Regions from separate parts of the Mus musculus genome. Here all the other regions are linked to region 3. The links are chromatin contacts, called in public HiChIP or PLAC-seq and promoter capture Hi-C maps. All regions are on one chromosome and are shown on one strand. The core of a region is the stretch at or near the end of the contact, and the rest is flanking DNA. Distances in the headings are between cores, read along the strand shown.

Region 1 (4,322 bases), core at 923-3,422, 590 kb before region 3:
CAGAGGCAGGGGGATTTCTGAATTCGAGGCCAGCCTGATCTACAGAGTGGTCTACAGGACAGCCAGGGCTACACAGAGAAACCCTGTCTCGAAAAAACAAAAAAAAAAAAACAAAAAAAAAAGAAAGAATGAACATCTTTCAGAGGCTTTCTGTAATCTCTCAACATCAAGCAGCTTCTCTGTGCCCTGCTCTCTCCTGCTCTCTTTCCTCATCCTACGCACGTGTGTTGTATGCCACAACCTATAATTATTTGGTTGCTACTACTATTATGGTTGTCTTGTCTGTCTCCTGAATGGAATGTGACTCGTGTGTTGGGGTGGGAACTTGTCATTCGCTCACTGTAGTGGCATCACAAGACCTACATCAGTGCCTGAGACATTTCAGATGCCGCTGAGTGAATCAATGAATGAACTAAAGTCAGGTGAAAGCCAGGTGGGGCAGCACATGCCTGTTAGTCTGTAATCCAGTATTTGGAAGGTGGAAGCATAAGAATCAGGAGTTCATGCTGGGCAGTGGTGGCGCACGCCATCCTGGTCTACAGAGTGAGTTCCAGGACAGCCAGGGCTACACAGAGAAATCCTGTCTCAAAAAAAAAAAACAAAAAACAAAAAAAAACAAAAAACAAGAATCAGGAGTTCAAGACCAGCCTCAGCTTTGAAGCCAGACTGGAGTATGTGAGACTGTCTAAACAAAATAAACAAAAGAAGTCAGGTTACTAAGGGGTTACTCTGTGTCTGGCACCGTCTCACCAGTGTGCATCCTAGGAGGAACAAGCTATTGGCCACACTGTTCCTCTTTTGCTGCAGCAGTTACAATCCCAAAGATTATTGCAATCAGCATTTTGCATTTACATCAGGACAGTATGACTTGCGGTCGATTTTTATTTTTGAAGGTCCTAACAAGAATATAAATCAGGATGGCTCAGCAGGTAAAGGGTCCCTGGCGTCAAGTCCGACAACCTGAACTCGATCCTGGGGACCCACAGGATGGAGAGAACCGACTCTTCCAAAGTAGCCTTCAGAATTCCACAGGCACACACGCACATCCCAAATACATATTTTAACTATTTTTTTTCCTATATTTTACGGAGGCTCATGGAGGATGTGGATCTAAGCCAGTCCTTTGTCCTGCTTAGGTTGCAATGATTAAAGGGGACTGATGTCAATCATTCTGTCCTGTTTGGAAGCTGCCTCCTAGAAAGCTGCACGTGACAAATATTGCTTGTCTTGACTGTGTCCTCTAGGTCTCCCGGACCAACTGACGCCGGTTCCTCGCTGGAAGGGGCTTTCCTGACTGGAGTCCAGTCAAGCAACCGCCTTGCCTTCACATATCAAATCCTCTGAACTTTTCACTGTTTCCCTGACCACTCGAAAGGGGGCTCCGTGACCAGGCACCACCACATCAGCTACGCTCAGAATCCTCTCCCGGCTCCGCTGCTGAGCTACTGGGTCTTCGCTCAGGGCCTGCCAGGAGTCCTCGTCACCAAGTCGCTCGAACACATCGCCAGCCACCACCACGGTGCCCAGGCTGGTGCCCTCCACTACGACGCTCACGTCCCGCTGTCCTCCGTGGCCCGGCGTGGCCCACACCTGCAGTCCCGAGCCCAGTATCAAGGGCTGCGTTTCACACAGCCCATGGGGCAGATAGAGACCCTCGGGAAGGCAGAAGTCATGGGAGACTAACAAAGCTGCCTCGGGAAACAGCCCCAGGTTCCCAATATGATCCGAGTGTCCGTGGGTGCCCACCACCAGAGTCACATCTTCGGGGGCCACGCCCTGTGTAGCCAGGGCTTCCAGCAGCGCACCCCGCGCCCAGGGTCCCCCGGTGTCCACGAGGATGGGGCCACGCACCGCCTCCTCCAGGGCAGTCTTAGAGCCGCCGTCTGCGGATGGGGCCAAACCGCGGCTGGAGTCCGAGGCCCAGCCCCGAGGCAGGACGAGAGTCACAGTGCCATCAGCACGCACCGCGTCGCCCGCTCCCTGCGGCTCCGCGTAGCCGCGCAGCAGAACCACCACGGAGTAGGAGCCGCTGGACGCCAGCAAAGGGATCTCACCATGCAGGGGCTCGGTGCGCACTGGACCGTTCATGACAAGGGAGATTTACCCCGCCACGGACGTCTGCCCAGTCCCTCCAAAATCCTACCGCAAGCCCCGCCACTCTTTCCAAGGTGCAACTCGTTTGCTACCCACCAGATCTTAAAGTGGTATCGCCCTCCACTACCACCCCTGCTGAAGATGGTATCGCCCAACTGGCCTTTCCATGCGACCTCAAGACTTCCTAGATTCTTTTGGTCAGTCCCCCCTTAGGCTTATAGTCGGTAGGTTCTCACGCATCCACATCTGAAAGATATCTTTTACTTCTTTATTCTAGCTGTTGTCTACTTTGAAACTAAACTATCGCTGTCCTTAAGGGTTTTTGTTTTCTTTTGTTTTTTAACGCTGGGAAAACTCAAAAGGTGAGAAAACGCGAGATTTTTTGCCTTTTATGGGCTTCCGTACAAACTACCGCGCCTGAACCACGGCGTAATCCTAATCCTGTATAGTTCATATTATGTATTACACTTAACTTCTGAGTTCTTGTTTTGTTTTTTATTTTCCTGATACAGGGGCTCAAGGAGACCAAGATGGTCTTGAGCTCGCTACATAGCTGAGGAAGACTGAGCTCTTGATCCTCTTTTCCAAGTCCTAGTGGTACAGTTGTTTTCCCAACCCCAACCAGTATCCTTGGGGTGGATAATTATAAGAACACCATTAGCAACTAATAGATAGCAGGCCAATGGCCCCACTGTCTGGGTGCTCCCTCATCGATAATGTGTGCATGTTTGAAATGGGACTCAGCTGATATATATATAAAAGGTTTAATAGCAATATAGAAAATATGGCACCTGTGAAATAGGAAATATAGCCCACATGTCTACCCCATCTAACCCGAGTATTGCTTCACTCTCTTCCAGCATCCTGTTCTTATTCACAGATTGATGGTATACGGCCTCATGTTTGCAGTGTATATTGGTTCTTGAGGGTCTCTTTTTGGCTTCTTACTTTAAGACAGGGTTCAGCTCTGGTTGGTCCCGAACTGCCAAGTAGCTGGATGGTATTCTGATATTCCTGCCAACGCTTCTTTGAGTGCTGAGATTACAGCGGTATGCCACCACATCAGGGTTCAACTCCCATCACTGTCCATACTAGGCAGGCACTCTACCAATTGCGCTGCTCGCTCTTCTCTGGCCTCTTGAAAGGGTTTAAAATAGACCCTTTAAAAAGCAAAGTGACTTTCCCACAGCTCACACCACTATTGACCAATCGGTGCAGGTGAAGACCAGTAAAACGTAGAGAAAAGTTTCAAAACTGTCACCACATACTTGTTCAATTAAGTGGCTGCATGTGGTTCAACCCTGAAGGCAAAACTTGCTTCTGCTTCTTCCCCCCTACCCTTCTCCTTTCCTGTTGCCATTCTGGGTCCCCAGGATCATAGCCGAGATCATACCAAGAAGACATTAGAAGCCTAGGGGCGGGGAAGGACGGGAGAGCACAAGAGTTTAGAAAACTCTCCACGACCCATCCTTGGGGTTCAAAAGTAAGGGTCAAAGATCTTCTGGGTCATGCTTGGGATTGCCTGAAGTCTTGGTTATCTCTTCTTCTTCTTCCTCCTCTTCGTCATCTGCCTCCTCCTGCCCATCACTGATCTTCTCCTTTCCAGTCCAAGCTTCCCGTAGACAAGCTGGGTGGAATGAGAAGAAAACAACCTCAGGGTTAATGCCGGGAACAGCTGGGAAGCTAGGGGAGGAGTCTGTCCTTTACACTTACCAGTTTCAGAGGCTGGAAGCACATGCCGCTCACAGAGAAAATGCTGGAGGGGCTGCTCCTGATGGTGGAAGTACCAGTCCCCTACAACATCTTCAAACTCCTCCAGCATCGTCTCACACTGGGAAAGAAGAGCAGGAGGAGGGGCGTTGGAAGGCCTCTACCTTTCACTCCCTATCCCCCTACTCCATTGAGTGTCTTTTGAGGGGCAGGCAACCAAAAGGTTACACTTGGCTTTCAAGACGCGAGATTGTCTTTATTCAACATTTACCAGTATCGGTTACTATCTAATATCTAGTATATTGACTCCGAGAGGTGCCAGATGCCTATAATCCCAGTTAGAAGGTAGCGGCAAGAAAGGCCCTATCCTCAAGCTAGAATTACAGACCCAGCCTGGGCTACGTGGGATAATCCTGTCTCAAACCCTCAACACCTCTCAGAGCCTCACCTGGGACGTGGGAACCGGTATTCGCACCTGTGACATGAGAATGAAAAGAGGCAGTAGCTAGAAAGGGTAT
Region 2 (4,289 bases), core at 1,685-4,184, 680 kb before region 3:
ATTTGTTATCATTAACCTTTTCTTTTTTTAAAAAGAATTCTGGTACCTCTATCCTAATATTCTCTCTTCTTCCATTCCATCACCTGAGTCCCTTCCAGGTTTTTCTTTGCTAATTCCCAGAGTAGATTCTGAATTAAACAAAATGGCAGACTCACTGGAACAGCTTTGGGTGGTTGCTTTGCTGCTCTCTTCTTCACATTTCGTCTTAAGCTGTCTTCAAAGTCGCTGTCTTCGTTAGTTGAGGGACTATCCCTATAGAGAGAATATGATTTCCCTTAAGCATCATCCCATTCCTGCCACATAAAGAGTTAATTATAATTTCTATTTATCTCTAACTGTGCCACATCTATATGAGGAAAAACATTCAAATTTTAAGATACAGGACAAGAAAAGTCACTTCAAAGCATTAGAGATGAAAAATGAGGAACTAAAAGAAGGTGAAATGGCTCAACAAGGAAGCCTGATGACCAGAATTCAACTCCTAGAACCATATAGCATTTCTTCCTCCCTTTCTTCTCCCTTACCCTACTCTACCTTCCATTTCTGTTTGACTGGTTTATTTCTATTTAATTTTAGAGCAGAGTCTCATGCAGACCAGGCTAGCTTGAATTCACTATGTAGCTGTCCTTAACCCTCTTTATCCTCCAGCCTCCTCGTCCCATATTCTGCGATTACAGGTATGTGCCACCATATCCAGCTTTCAGTACAGCATTTCTGATACTGTCATATGGCCCCACATACACTACAACCATGCTAGAAAACAACAGAGAGGAAAGCTGCTGGGGATGCAGAAGGAGCTCCCAAGTTCAGACCTCTCACCAACGGCACTCACCACTCTGCAGTTCCCTGTGAGTCTCTGTCATCACAGGGTAGGATGGAGGAGGAACAAGGAGACAAGGCCATCTGTGCACGTCTCACAGACTTTTGAAGTGGGGAAGACTCACTGCCTGAGGAAGAGCCATGGTGCTGGGTAGAAGGTGACCACAGAGTAGGCATGTTAATCCAGCTGTAGGAAAAAAGGAAAGAGTTCCTACTACTACTATATCCCTCTATAGACCATCATCTTTCTCTCCCAGAATGTGGTCTCAGTACTATGGGATAGAGCACCAAAACCAATAGTCAACCTAACCACATCGAGGTATTATGGTCACTACTGCTATAAGGGCTTGCAAACAGAAACCTGAAACTAGGAGTGATGCTGTAGGCTTGTAATTGCAGCTACCTGGGAGGCTAAGGCAGGTTGCTCATCAAATTCAAAGTCAGCCTGGAACTCCAGAGTAGCCTGTAGCCTGAGCAACTTAGTGAGACCTTATTCAAAATAAACAGTAAAAAAGAGGCCTGGGGGTTATAGCTGAGCAGTAGATGTTCCAAGACTCTGGGCAGCACCCAACTTTCAGTATGGCTAAATAAATTAAGGCCACAGGACCTGGGTCCAATCTTCAGTATAGGTAAATTAATTAAAATAAATAAATAAATAACACCAGAGGATCTGGGGCCAATCTTCAGTATAGGTAAATTAATTTAATAAGGCCAGAGGATCTGGGGCCAATCTTCAATATAGGTAAACAAACAAGGCCAGAGGGTTTACACAGAGCAGTTTCTGAGCAGCTTCTGGCACAAATCCCTCTTAGAGGAATCAGAGAGGGGTACACTGGCTGAGGCTCAGCTGCTAAAACCGAACCAGCAAAGCACCTCAGATTTCCATTTCTGAAACTCATTGTCTGACTCTACAGGAAATGGGAGGCTATTCGTGATCCGGAAGCAGAGGTGTCATTTGAGTTAAGCCACAAACATTCCAACGAGTAAAGCGCGTTCTCTACTTCCAGAAAGCGCGCTGCATAAGGTTGACCCCAAGCTTATTTGGGCTGTGGGGGAGGAGGGAGCAGGGTGTCTTCCGTTTATGAGGCTGCTTATCTCTCTGAATCAGAAGATGGGGTTTCCGGGCCCGGCGTGGTGGCGCACGCCTTTAATCCCAGCACTCGGGAGGCAGAGGCAGGTGGATTTCTGAGTTTGAGGCCAGCCTGGTCTACAGAGTGAGTTCCAGGACAGCCAGGGCTACACAGAGAAACCCTGTCTCGAAAAAAAAAAAAAGGGTTTCCGGCCTCCATAGCGGACACGAGACAGAGCTACAGACCTCAGTGGAGACAGGGGGTTGGAACGCTGCCTATTTATGGGTCCAAAGGGGCAACCTCACAGTTTGAACTTGGAAGAATGACCTTTAGATGAACACGGCTGAAGAAAGGTCACCACCTCAGAGGTCCTTTCAGGTCTCAGTGGACATCCCACCTCGGTCGCGAGACGCCCGCCGCAGCTGCTCTTCTTCCTCTGGTGGCGGGCGGTTAAGCCTTAGAAAAAAACGCGGGAAGGCACGGGATAAGCCGTGCGCAGGCGCGAGATTAACTGGTCTTCGCGCGGCTGAGAAGTGTCGCGAGACTTGGCGCAGCGCGAGCTCGTGCTAACCACGTTCCTGCCTCTCAGCGCGCTTGGCTTCGAGCAGCCGCCAGGCATGTAGCTGTGCAGTCCTGTCACGTGGGCTCCAGCGCGTGCGGAGTCGCTCCATCCTGGTCACGCCTCCTTTACTCCTATGTCCCCTTCCATTGGCTGAGCGTTTGCTGCTGCCTTCAGTCCGGCTCTTCAATTGCAATTGGCTCAGTTTCACCCAAACCCCGCCTTTCGAGCAAAATACCACGCCCCTTCTCAAGACCACAACCCCTACCCCTGCCAGCCTCCGCCGTGCGGGCCGTGTTCCGCCCCTGCCGAGTTGCCGTTCCACATTGGCTTCACGGCTACCCTGTCCCCGCCCCTGGGGCCGGCTTCTTCTTATCATTGGCGGGCTACCGCTTCGGGCCCCGCCCCCTGTCCCGCTCCCCGGCTCCCATTGTCTCCGCAGATGCCTCCTGGTCCTGCTACGGTGCTGGGGTTGTTCAGTTTTAGGGGACACGCTCCTATTCTTTTCTTCGAGACGTCCCGCGGCCGAGAACGGGGTTCTAGAGTTCCGCGGACTCTTCTTTCCTCCTTAGGACCCACTTTGCCCCGTCCCAGGGAGGAGAGCACCTATGTCTGCGCTGCGACCTCTCCTGCTTTTGCTGCTCCATCTGTGTCCGGGTCTAGGGCCGGGACATGGGAGTGAGGCAAAGGTCGTCCGGAGTTGTGCAGAGACTCGGCAGGTGCTGGGGGCCCGGGGATATAGCTTAAACCTAATCCCTCCCTCCCTCATCTCAGGTGAGAAGAAAGAGGGAAGAGTCGGGGTGGGAAGGGGCGGGGACGGGTCCTCCCCATCTCACAATAACTCTTTCCTTTCAGTGACCATTATGATGATTGTTTCATCTGTTGAGCATCTTTCTTCTCCAGTAACTTCCTTCCCGGGATCACAATAAACCTGCTGCTCATATAATAACTCTCATTCAGTCCCCACCCAAGGAATTCCCTTCTCTGTAATTAGCACACCCGTTAGTGTCTTTCTAACAGCCAGAAATCGCCTTGCAATTCCTGTGAGCTTCTATGACAATACTTTCTTGCTTACCAAGTAGCCCCACCCCTACAAATCCCGTTCTTCATTCCATAGTTGTCCCATAAGTCCCTGGAGGAGTGGGTTGTGCAGTGTTGGGGAGGGTTACCTGAAGACCCTCTGGTCACTAATATGGCCCTCAAAGCAGCTGTTCAATAGATGATCCCATTACAAATAGGAGTGAAGCTGAGATGGGTGAGGGACAATAAAAGAGGGTTCAGGTAGGGCTGAAGGGGCAAACAAAGGAAAAAGCAACCGGGCAGGTGGAAGACAAAAATCAGCCCCCAGAGATAGGCGAGGGATGAAAGGAGATTCCTAATATCCCTTCTTGCCATCCAGTCCTCCTCCCTGTCTCCTCTGCGCAGGTGAGCACCTTCAAGTCTGTCCTCAGGAGTACACCTGCTGTTCCAGTGAGACAGAGCAGAAGTTGATCAGGGATGCTGAAGTCACATTCCGTGGCCTGGTAGAGGACAGTGGCTCTTTCCTGATTCACACACTGGCTGCCCGGCATAGAAAGTTTAATGGTGAGGACCTTTGGGGGGTTCCCAGATGTGCTTCACACCTCTTTGTGTTTATGCACCCCGTTTCCTATTCCCACCTCCTGCAGTCATAGCTAGGCCACCACCACCCACCCCAGAATCCCCTGCTTATTTCCCATCCCCACTCCACATTCTCTACAGGACCCTGCCCTTCCTTGTTCCTAGTCTGCCAGCTTACTCAGCTTCTAATTCTTTTGCCTCTTCTTTTCCTCATTCCTTCCTGCCTCTGCCCTTTCCCTGCT
Region 3 (4,186 bases), core at 716-3,215:
GGGTCTCACTATACCCCCTGGCTGGCCTCAAACTCAGAGAGATCCACCTGCCTTTGCTTCCAGAGTGCTTGGATTTGAGGTGTGTGCTACCATATCTCTCCCCACCTCCAATGTTTGTGGGTTTTGAGACAAGACTTCACTATGTGGCCATGGCTGGCCTAGAACTCCCTTTGTGTAACAGACCAGGTGAGTTTCAAACTTGTGGCAATCCCACCTGTCCCTACTGAAACTACAGGACTGTGCCTGATTACTTTTGGTAGTTTTCTTTTCCTTTTTGTTTTTCTGTCTTTTTTCTAATCATATTAATTACAGATGAGTTTTACAGAAATAAATTGATCAATTTGTATATAAAACGTGTATAAATGTATTTTGATCACAATCACCCCCACTGTATCTCTTGTCCCCTATCACCTTCCCCTTTCCAAATGGTTCTCCTGGTTTTTTGTTTGTTTGTTTGTTTTTTAACTATGAATGACACTTTATTCAGTCATTTTCTTTACAACTGAAACTCTGGGAATTCAAAATTAACATCCTTGCCTGTGAGCTTCTTGTACTCACCAGAAAAAGTTTCAACCTTGTGTTCCACGTTGTTCTGCTGTGCTTTGTCTAAGTGAACTTTTATGAGCCGGCTGCCATCCAGTTTCACACGGATCCTCTTACCCACAATTTCACTTGGGAAGACTAAGTCCTCAAGGATGGCATCGTGCACTGCTGTCAGGGTGCGGCTTCTGGGGCGCTTCTTGCTTATTTTTCGTTCGGCTTTTCCGGGTTGGCTTGGGCAGAATCCACCTCTGAGCAATGAGGACTACATTCTTCCCACTGAACTTTTTCTCCAATTCACACTAGCCGGACTTGGATTTTCTGGAAAGATTTAAGCTGAGGAACTGGTACAAAAATTACGATAGCTTTCCGACCACCACCAACTTCAATTTCCTTGGCTGCGGTGATGTTGAGTTCCCGCAGCTGCGCCTTGAGATCAGAATTCATCTCCAGCTCGAGAAGCGCCCGAGAGATGCCAGACTCGAACTCGTCGGGCTTCTCGCCATTGGGCTTCACGATCTTGGCGCTCGAGCTGAACATGTTCGTCCTGACGGAGCGCCGGCTTAGAAAAAGTTCTCCTGCTTTCTTGGTGGTTCCTGTTTTGGTTTGTAGGCACATCTTTAGTATCGAAAGTTTTCTTTACATGTATATGACCCACGTATTGTCAGAGGTCAAATGAGGGCGTTCGATTCCCAGAAACTGGAGTTATAGTTGTCACTATGTCTATGCTGGAAGCGAACCTGGGTCCGAACCCTTCAGCACTAACCCTCTTATTTAAAAAAAAAAAAAAAAGTTCCTGCCTCATCCAGTTCTGCTTATTGATTACTGACTTAATCATACGTTTCCCAGGCCCAGATAAACAAACGCTAGGTCGTTGCTCACAGTCCCGCCTCTCGCACTTAACTCTCAGACAGAGAAGGAACTCAGGACACATAAAATTCTTACCAAGATCAAGCCAATCAGTGGTGCCAAAGGAGGCGTGTTTGGTCTTTGAAGAACACCAATCAGCGAACATTGGGGCGGAAGGGATTCAGCACCCACCAATAAGAGAGGCCGTACGGCGGAAGTGCATAAAGGAACTCTCGGGAAGATGGCGCCCTTAATTTGGTCACAAGTTGACCGGAGGAAACTTTGACCGCGAGGTGATTATCACAGTACAAGCGGCTGTTCACAGGCGGGATCCCGAGCAGAGCATATGCCGAGCTCAAGGAAAGGGCACAGGGACACAATTCGGTGACCTGGAGGTCAGGGACTCTCAAAGAGCAGAGTCCGTCAGGAGATCGGAGCGGGAAGACCCGGAAAAGGCGTGGTCAGAAACAGGGCGGGTTTACTGCGCCCCAAACCGGAAGACCCGGATTGGGAAGCGACGAGGCGGGACGGATTTTAGCCAGGTGGGCGTGGCCACTGCGGTGCGGTTTGGGGGCGGGGCCTATAGGAACCTGGGGCCCAGCTGGCAGGAGAGGAGGTTTGGGAACCGGGGCCCGGGGCTGCAGGATCCACATCTAGCGGGGTTCCAAGGCAGTGGTGACATCAGGCCTCGCTCTGCTCATGATCTCCCCCTGTCCTCTTTTCATCCATCGCGTCACTAGCCCTAAACTCTAAGACCCTCTTGTCCTCCTGAGCTCTGCCCTCGGATGTCCGACCGCCCAGAGCCTGCATGCGCCGTGGGGCGCCCCAGGACCAGGAGCTGGTGGGTCCGGGGGCCCCTGGGCGGGGGTCCCGGGGCTCCCCTCCTTCCTCAGGACCCGTTGTCCCGGTGCTGGTCTTTCCCCCGGATCTAGTATTCAGGGCGGACCAGAGAAGTGGACCCCGGCAGCTGCTGACCCTCTACAACCCCACGGGAACTGCGCTTCGCTTCCGAGGTGAAGAGACGGGCGCCTTAGAGCTAGGGCTCTGGGGGTTAGTAGCAGGATATGGGAAGACTGTGTGGGCTGGAGGAATTAATCAAGAGGCAAGATGCCTAGCTTTGGGTCTGAAAAAAAAATCATGTCCATCTCCGGGGTTGCTGACATGAGGGGCCCCGGTGGAGCACTATAAGTAAAACTTGCCTAAGATCTCTTCGCGTATCTTTATCTGACAGTTCTGTGCACAGCACCTGCCAAATACACGGTATTCGATGCAGAGGGATATGTGAAGCCTCAGTCCTGCATTGACATGTGAGTGGGGAGGTTGGGGAAGCAGCCAGGCACCACAGCTACCTGTTGTCTTTTCTCCTGCTGACTGCAGTCACTCTGGGAAAAGTTTCTGGGGAGGAGATCTGGATTTACATGGTTGGTTGCCTCTCACTTCCTTTCCTCCCAATGGTTCAGTGTGATACGGCACGTGGCCCCCGTCCCCAGCCACTATGACGTCCAGGACAGATTCCGCATTGAGCTGTCTGAGGAGGGGACTGAGGGACGAGTGGTTGGAAGAAAAGACATCACCTCTGTTCTTCGAGCCCCAGCGTACCCCCTGGAGCTTCAGGGACATTCTGAGCCAACGCCCAACCCAGGGCCTCCTGTGTGGACAGGACTGACCCCAGCCAGACATCTTCAGGAGAGTGAGTTGAACAGATTCTTTGTGTGTGTGTGTGTGTGTGTGTGTGTGTGTGTGTGTGGTATTGTGTATATGTATTGTGTGAGTATATGCATGTGGGTCCTTATGCATGGACTTGAGCACATGTGCAGTCTCTTCTCACCCTTAGTTGTTTTGAGACAGGCTCTCTCATTGAACCTAATATACATTCATTTGTAGACTGGATGGGCGGTGCAGAATCCAGAGCCTCCACCGCCCAAACACTGGGATTATAGGCATACACTTCCATGCCCAGTTTTAAGTATGTTCTGGAGAACTGAACTCAGATCTCCATGCTTGCATGGTCAGCCCTTTTTTTGATTGAGTCATCTCTCCACGGGTCTTGGTTTTCTGCAGTACTGGGCAAAGGCCTACCAGGTACCAAGTACTGTACTGCTGAGCAGTAACCCCAGCCCTGCACTGGGGACCTCTGTAGGGAGAGAAGACGCAGTCGCAATACCCTAGAAAGAAACTAAATGGGGTTTGAAGAAGTCTCTGGGCTCAGGGGTGTGTGTGTGCTGTGTGTGTGTCTGTGTATGTGTATGGTGTGTGTGTGTGTGGTATGTGTGTGTGTGGTGTGCATGTGGTGTGTGTGTGTGTGTGGTGTGTGTGTGTGTGGTATGTGTGTGTGTGTGTGGTGTGTGTGTGGTGTGTGTCTGTGTGGTGTGTGTGTGAGTGTGGTGTGTGTGCGTGTGCTGTATATGGGGGTGTGTGTGTGTGTGTGTGTGGGTGTGTGTGTGTGTGTGTCATGTGTGTGTGTGTGTGGTGTGTGTGTGTGTGTGTGGTGTGTGTGTGGTGTGTGTGTGTGGTGTGTGTGGTGTGTGGTGTGTGTGTGTGTGTGTGTGTGTGTGTGTGTGGTGTGTGTGTGTGTAGATAATCCTGCTTGAGGTTTTTTATCAGGTGTGAGGAAGAAGACTTTGCAGTTGTCCTGGTTTCTAACTTCTAATCAGAGAGACAAGTTCTTCTCCAGCTCCAACTGCAGTGTCTCAGGTGCCAGCTATGTTCAGTTCAATGAAAAACCTGTACTGAGTGATCAGCTCTCTCTCTCTCTCTCTCTTTTTTAAAAAAGAATTTACTTATTTATTTTATATAT

What was found. HiChIP or PLAC-seq counts read pairs in DNA pulled down with a chosen protein or histone mark. Capture Hi-C pulls out chosen DNA fragments and counts their contacts.
Region 1: an H3K4me3 HiChIP or PLAC-seq map of bone marrow-derived macrophages shows a contact between it and region 3, with 3 times the contacts expected there. The contact joins the promoter of Mblac1 here to the promoter of Mospd3 in region 3. A contact is called at or near these places in 2 of 39 promoter capture datasets (erythroid cells and liver) and 2 of 115 datasets of contacts at active chromatin or transcription factors (bone marrow-derived macrophages and thymic regulatory T cells).
Region 2: a promoter capture Hi-C map of adipose tissue shows a contact between it and region 3, with 2.3 times the contacts expected there. The contact joins the promoter of Gpc2 here to the promoter of Mospd3 in region 3. A contact is called at or near these places in 2 of 115 datasets of contacts at active chromatin or transcription factors (bone marrow-derived macrophages and pancreatic cancer cells) and 1 of 9 other capture datasets (adipose tissue).

Annotation. Positions count from the first base shown.
Region 1 is chr5:138,192,164-138,196,485 of GRCm38.p6, reverse strand. Mblac1 (metallo-beta-lactamase domain containing 1) reads right to left here and starts at 2,172. Exons shown (of 1, transcript NM_177878.3): 1 at 865-2,172. The coding sequence starts at 2,088. The coding sequence ends at 1,306. Cnpy4 (canopy FGF signaling regulator 4) reads right to left here. Exons shown (of 6, transcript NM_178612.4): 5 at 3,808-3,925; 6 at 2,592-3,721. The coding sequence ends at 3,585.
Region 2 is chr5:138,278,582-138,282,870 of GRCm38.p6, reverse strand. It overlaps Gpc2 (glypican 2 (cerebroglycan)), which reads left to right and starts at 2,934. Exons shown (of 10, transcript NM_172412.2): 1 at 2,934-3,222; 2 at 3,874-4,032. The coding sequence starts at 3,057. Stag3 (stromal antigen 3) reads right to left here and starts at 2,362. Exons shown (of 34, transcript NM_016964.2): 1 at 2,217-2,362; 2 at 833-1,006; 3 at 156-252. The coding sequence starts at 996.
Region 3 is chr5:137,598,487-137,602,672 of GRCm38.p6, reverse strand. Mospd3 (motile sperm domain containing 3) reads left to right here and starts at 1,965. Exons shown (of 5, transcript NM_001254762.1): 1 at 1,965-2,402; 2 at 2,621-2,696; 3 at 2,850-3,079. The coding sequence starts at 2,198. It also overlaps the pseudogene Gm7285.